Regions from separate parts of the Arachis hypogaea genome. Here region 2 is linked to region 1. The links are chromatin contacts, called in public Hi-C maps. All regions are on one chromosome and are shown on one strand. Each heading gives the region's core, a stretch centred on a gene start, on an enhancer-like site or on the middle of the called end of the contact. The rest is flanking DNA. Distances are from core to core; before and after follow the strand shown. Region 1 holds the start of LOC112797780 (myb-related protein 306). Region 2 has its middle 13 kb from the start of LOC112795376.

What was found. A called contact is a pair of places that touch in the nucleus more often than the background predicts.
Region 2: a contact with region 1 is called in a Hi-C map of leaf, with 3 times the contacts expected there. The contact joins the enhancer-like site here to the promoter of LOC112797780 in region 1. A contact is called at or near these places in 5 of 8 Hi-C or Micro-C datasets (leaf and an unstated tissue).

What each region holds. Positions count from the first base shown.
Region 1 is chr4:123,024,489-123,027,694 of arahy.Tifrunner.gnm2.J5K5, forward strand. LOC112797780 (myb-related protein 306) reads left to right here and starts at 1,451. Exons shown (of 3, transcript XM_025840869.3): 1 at 1,451-2,271; 2 at 2,408-2,537; 3 at 2,627-3,206. The coding sequence starts at 2,139.
Region 2 is chr4:123,078,233-123,081,342 of arahy.Tifrunner.gnm2.J5K5, forward strand. No RefSeq gene overlaps it. Among protein-coding and RNA genes, the nearest start is that of LOC112795376, 13 kb to the right of the region's middle. Within about 2 kb of position 1,594, at least 1 of the 3 cell types and tissues checked has open chromatin away from gene starts, as enhancers often do.

The sequences.
Region 1 (3,206 bases), core at 201-2,700:
GAAAAAATTTATTTTAATTGGAATAAAAAATATCAAATGACATATTTTGATTTGTCAAATTATTAATATAAAATATAAATTAATATAGAGTGAAAATGATAGAGAGAAATAGAAAAATAGAGAGAGGTAGATGAGAGAATTTAGGAAGGGAGTTTATTAATTTTAGAGGAAAATATTTTCTCTCAATTTTAATAAGAGAGTGTCATGTGACATATTTGGTTATTAAATTAGATAGTAGTATATGATATATAATATAGGTATATTTCAATTTTAATTTCAATGTTTCAATTTTAATGCAATTAAAGAATATCATGTTGTACATTTTGATTGTCAAATTTGTAATTAGTCATTAATAATGATATATAAAAGAGATAAAGTGATTGAAGGAATGAGAGAGATAAAGAAAGAAGAGTGAGGAGGGGAGAACTTTTTAATTTTGGAGAGAATGATTTGATTTCAATTACAACGAGGGAGTGACATGTGGCACATTTTAGTTGTAAAATTAGTAAGGAGGAGGGAATGATTCTTTAATTTGGAGGGAAATATTCGATTTCAATTATAATAAGAGAGTGACATGTGATATATTTTGGTTGTAAAATTAGTAAGAATAAGGAAAGATTCATTAATGTTGGAGGAAAAAATTTGATTTCAATTGTAATAAAAAAATAACATGTGAAGCATTTTAATTATAATTTGACATATTAATTTATATTATCACGTTGAATAAAATAAAATGATATTATTTTATATTAGTGTTCAATCTTTAACAATATATTCTCATTTTATGACCATTACTAGTAAAAAAAATATAAAAGATGTTATTTTTGTTAAAGATTAAATGCTAATATAAAATAATACCATTATATTTTATCCAACATAATAAATTAATGTGCCATATCAATAGATCATTAACGAAAACAAATTTAAAAACTAACACAAACTATTATTATAAAATTAAAACTTCAATTTGAGTGAATTGAAATTTTAGACATAAATTTAAATCTAACTTCAAATTTTAGAAATCAAATTAAACATAAACTCCTTAATATTCTTAACAACTCATAACAAGTGGCTAAACAAATTCTTATATAAATAAATAAATGCTCCTACAAATACATACCCATTAAATCTAGCCAAAAACATGTTGTAATTTGCAAAACCCTAAAAGTTAATGGGTAATAAGGTTGGTTATAAGCAGATCCTACGTGATGATCTATTCCCTATAATGGAAGAGGTGATTAGGCTTTGCAAAAGTCAGCTTTATCCTCATTGAAGCAATTAATGGCATGCCGGGGATTAGAGACATTTAAAGGCTGAGATACATATGGCTTTCCCAGTGCAACCCACATTCAATGCAACGCGCTTTTCATTACTATTACTCTTACCACTATTATTATTCTTATTATTTACTTATTACTATTACTATCACACACACACAGCTGAATAATTTGCTGCCCTTCACTTAATGCCCTTGCTGTCAACTTTTGACCTTGGAGCACCTTCCTCTCTTCTTTACTTCTTTAAGTCAACATCCTCACACACCTCAACACTCAATTTTTTATCATATATTAATATTAATTCTTCTTCTAGAAGCATTCTAATTTTTATTAACATTTTCTATTTTAAAATATTTATAATCGTTAAATCACATCCGTTTTTTAAATAATTATTCATATAATTAGTACAAAAAATAATTAATTTTACGTATTTGTTTATACATTTAAAGTTACTTTATATTAAAAGTATATTAATTTTTTTTTAAAAATAAATTAAATATATAATAAAATAATGTAAGGGATATCGGTTACACCACCTCCAAAGTCATACCCCCAACATTTTAACCCCCTTTGTGTTTTTGCTATATATGTACACCAAGCACTCCTTAGCCTTGGACACTTGCCTTAGCTTACACCAAGAAAAAGAGGTTATATATTATATATTATATACCATAGAGAAGTAGCACATAGATAGATAGATAGATCATCACAAAGTAGCAAGTGATAGGGAGAGGAAAACGACCGAGATATCTACATACATAATTATAATTAGAATAATTGGTTGTTGTTATATTGAGGAGGGGGTGCACTCACATAAGCTAAGAATTGAAGAAGAAAGAAGGGAAAAGAAAACAAGGAGACATGGGAAGACCACCATGTTGTGATAAAGAAGGTGTGAAGAAAGGTCCGTGGACTCCTGAAGAAGATATCATTTTGGTCTCTTATATCCAAGAACATGGTCCTGGCAATTGGAGGGCTGTTCCTACCAACACAGGTATTTATTATTTTTTTAATATTAATTATGTTCATATATACATATCTAGCACTATGATCTCAAAAAGCTTCATTTTTGTTGGCTCTTATTAGTGGGCTTTAATTAATTAGTTTCCACTTTAATTAAATTTTTCCAGGGTTATCAAGATGTAGCAAGAGTTGTAGACTTAGATGGACTAATTACTTGAGGCCTGGAATCAAAAGGGGTAACTTCACTGAACAAGAAGAAAAGATGATTATCCATCTTCAAGATCTCTTAGGAAACAGGTAATTAATTAATTAGTTATTAATATTTATTATTATTTTTTGGATATATTTTCACATGGCTAATTAATTAATTGAATTTATGGATGCAGATGGGCTGCAATTGCTTCATACCTACCACAAAGGACGGATAATGATATAAAGAATTATTGGAACACGCATCTGAAGAAGAAGCTCAAGAAGTTGCAAGCTCCGAGTTCTGGAGTTTGCAACTTCGGCGAAACCGGAACTGGAACCGAAATTGGACCCGGAGCGAATTATTCCGGTTCGATTCCGGTTCGAGGCCAGTGGGAGCGAAGGCTCCAAACCGATATCCACATGGCGAAAAGAGCCCTCAGTGAAGCCCTTTCACCGGAGAATAATAATAATAACAATAATAATAATTTTTCTTCTTCAACTTCAACAAAAGCGATTGCACAATCATCATCTTTGTGCTATGCTTCAAGTGCTGAGAACATAGCACGTTTGTTGAAGGGTTGGATGAAGAATCCAGCAACAAATAACAAGTGTTCAAGAACAAACTCTTCATCTTTGACTACTCAAAACAACAATTTCTTTGTTGTTAATGGTGGTGACACAGCTTCAAAGGGATCAGGAGGAGGAAGCAGTAGCAATGATAACAGTGTTGAGTTGTCTGAAACCTTTGAATCCTTGTTTGGTTTGGAGTCTTTG
Region 2 (3,110 bases), core at 344-2,843, 54 kb after region 1:
TGTTGCTTGTGGTTGCCACCAAATTAAATTAAATCTATAATTGGATATTGTGTTGATCTTTTCTTCACATATCACTACAATAAAAATTATTTTTAACAACAACTTTTTAGTGAAAATAATATAATAATATATTTTAGTTAACTTATATTTTTACCGTAATTATAAATTTATCGTTATTACGGTATATTTTAGTTTAATAGTATTTGACTACTTGTATATTTTTATCGTCACAAAAATTTTTTTTATTAACTATTATATAATTATCACTAAAATTTTTAACAACAAAATATAAGACAGCTAATATTTAATTATCAATAAATTAAATTTATTAATAATTATTTTTATTATTATTAAAAATAAAATAAATAACCACTAAAAATAATTTTTTTAATAATATATCCAAATCACCTAAGGCTATGTCATGACTGACATGCTCCTACGCAAGAACTTTTTTGATGGATTTTACCGAGTCTTTTGCACCGACTTTCTTTTTCTTTTTATATTTTTGCGTGATTCTTTTAGCGTAAGGTTTTTTCCTCTTCATGCTTAAATTTTTTATTTCTTTTTAAGAATAAATGTTATTCCAATTTATTTTCTCATATTCTTATTCTTTATTCTATCTAAACATTCTTATTTCTATGCCACATTAAGTTTCTGTTTATACTTATTTTATGTCGCTTAACATTCCATTTTATATAACACAATTGGTTTAATAATAGTGCCGTAAAATTTACTTTTAAATTTTAAATATATTTTTTTACTCACATATGCACCAAATAACCAAACTAGCCATATCAAACTTTTTTCTTATAAGGTAATCGATGGTTATTTAATTTGGAGATGTGTTTTATAATTCATGAATATGGTGTAATGAGATCCATGTGATTAAGTTGGTCAATCATCCTATCAGATCATTAAACATAGTCATCACTCATCGCTAGAATCAGTGACATAGCACAATATATATAAGGCTTAGTTATAATACTGTCATCCTTGTGTAAAAGGCGGACAACTTTGACAACTTGTTATTTTAAACTTACTCTAACCCTTTTTTTTTTATCGGATAATTAATAAGTATTTCAATTTTAAATGATAGAACCATAATATTCAGTAGTATTTTTTTCGAATATAGTCTAAAGGGTAAGGGAATTTTTTTTTTTAATTAGGAGAGTAGATTGAACCGTCCCAATTCTAGAGATAACCACTAGATTAAGAAGTTGTGTAGTTGTATGTAATGCATATTAAATCTTTTTTTTTATGTCTATGGTCTTTAACCCGACAGGTTAATGACTAATCTGTCGTGAATCTGAACTCTATTTAAAGACTGGACAGGTCAATGACTAATCTGTCGTGGATCTAAACTCCATTTAAGGATCTGCCACTGGTAAATGGATTATTACATGTACAAGAAAGAATTCGAATTTTCAACACTTGCTTAAACGAATGAATAAACTGACCACTCGACCTAGCAAAGATGGTTTAATGCAAATTAAGTCTTAAACTTTTTTTATTTTTTTGGTCAGGGGTCTAAACAGCTAATTTTTAACATTTTGAACTTGTTATCTTTTTGGGTAGTTACTTTTCAATGAAGTGCGGGCCCAACCCAAAATTAAGATAAATGTTTGGGTGGGTGAAAATAGCCCCACTAGTGCTTCATCAATGTACAATAATTTAGAAGTTTCAAAAAAAAGGTATAAATTAAAATTCAAATTGACAAATTGTTGGGCTATTCCAAGTAATTTAATTAGAAAACCAAAAGATGAAAAAGCTCTTAATTTCTCAAACATGTGGATGGATCCTACATATATAATTACATCTATATGCAAACAAAAATCATGTTGAATTTGTGGTACAGCTTTGGCAAAGATTGCCAATATAATGATGCTTACATATTAGGTTAATCACTATAAACAGACAATTCATATTGCATCGAATCAATGCACCCCACAAATTAATCCTGTATATACAATTATTGTTATTTGCTAAGTAAGATTATAATGGGCCATGCATGATATGTGTGATGATGAGGATATTATAATCAAATTATATATATTGTTATTTGTCAATAAGTATAATTAATCATTATTTAGGTGAAAATTAGAGAGTTATAATTTTACCAAATCAAACGCTCACTTATAAAGGCTTTTCTCATGTATTTTGGGGAATCTTTTTGGTTTGATTATCAAGGTTGAAACATGAAATAAGTGACACAGACATATGTGATTAAATTATTATTTGAATGCATTTGGATAAGATTTAGCACTCACTAGGTGAATAGAATTATATATATATGTTGGTTCAATCAAATTGTTATTAGACTTGATTGATTTTAACTGGTGTAAACTGAATCTAGCCGAAGAGTAAATTATATATGTTGAGTGGTAGTTACAATCAAATCACATCTAGTGATGAGGACATAGAAAGTGAATTATGCTTTAAATTTGTGTCAAGACTAATTCATTACTTTATTTATATATAAATACTTTCACATAAACATCCATAATAAATTGCGAAATTTTAAGTGATTAATAAATTTTTATATTTTTTCTCTTATATTTAAATTGATATTAACTATTTTTATTAAAAATACTAAATGTGTTACGCATAGCGGCATAGCATTATCCTAATAAATTTATTCGAAGAAGTGATATATATTATGACACAAACATATTCGACTTTAATTTACATTTGATAAATTAAACGACTTCATGCTAGCTATTTAAATTGATAGTTGATTGCAAACTTTGGTTTAAACAGAAGTGAAACATTTTATTTATTTGTGTAGTTAAAGTTAAAAACGCTTTTCGATATTTAAACATTTTTAGATACAAGTGTCCAAACAATTTATCTATAACCCACTTTTAGTAGAAAAGTTAAAATCATATTTGAGTATTGAGCATTTTACCGGGTATAAATTATTCTATATTCATAACTCACCCGCCCTAACCTAAAACTCTACCAACTACTTAAAGAAAATGAATATTTATCATTCTAATCAATCATATATTAACCTTAATCAATAATAATTGGTTTATCTTCCATTGGAAATGACTTCCACAATACTCAACATGTGAGTAGATTATAAGTGGTGTGTTTTACCTTCCAAAACC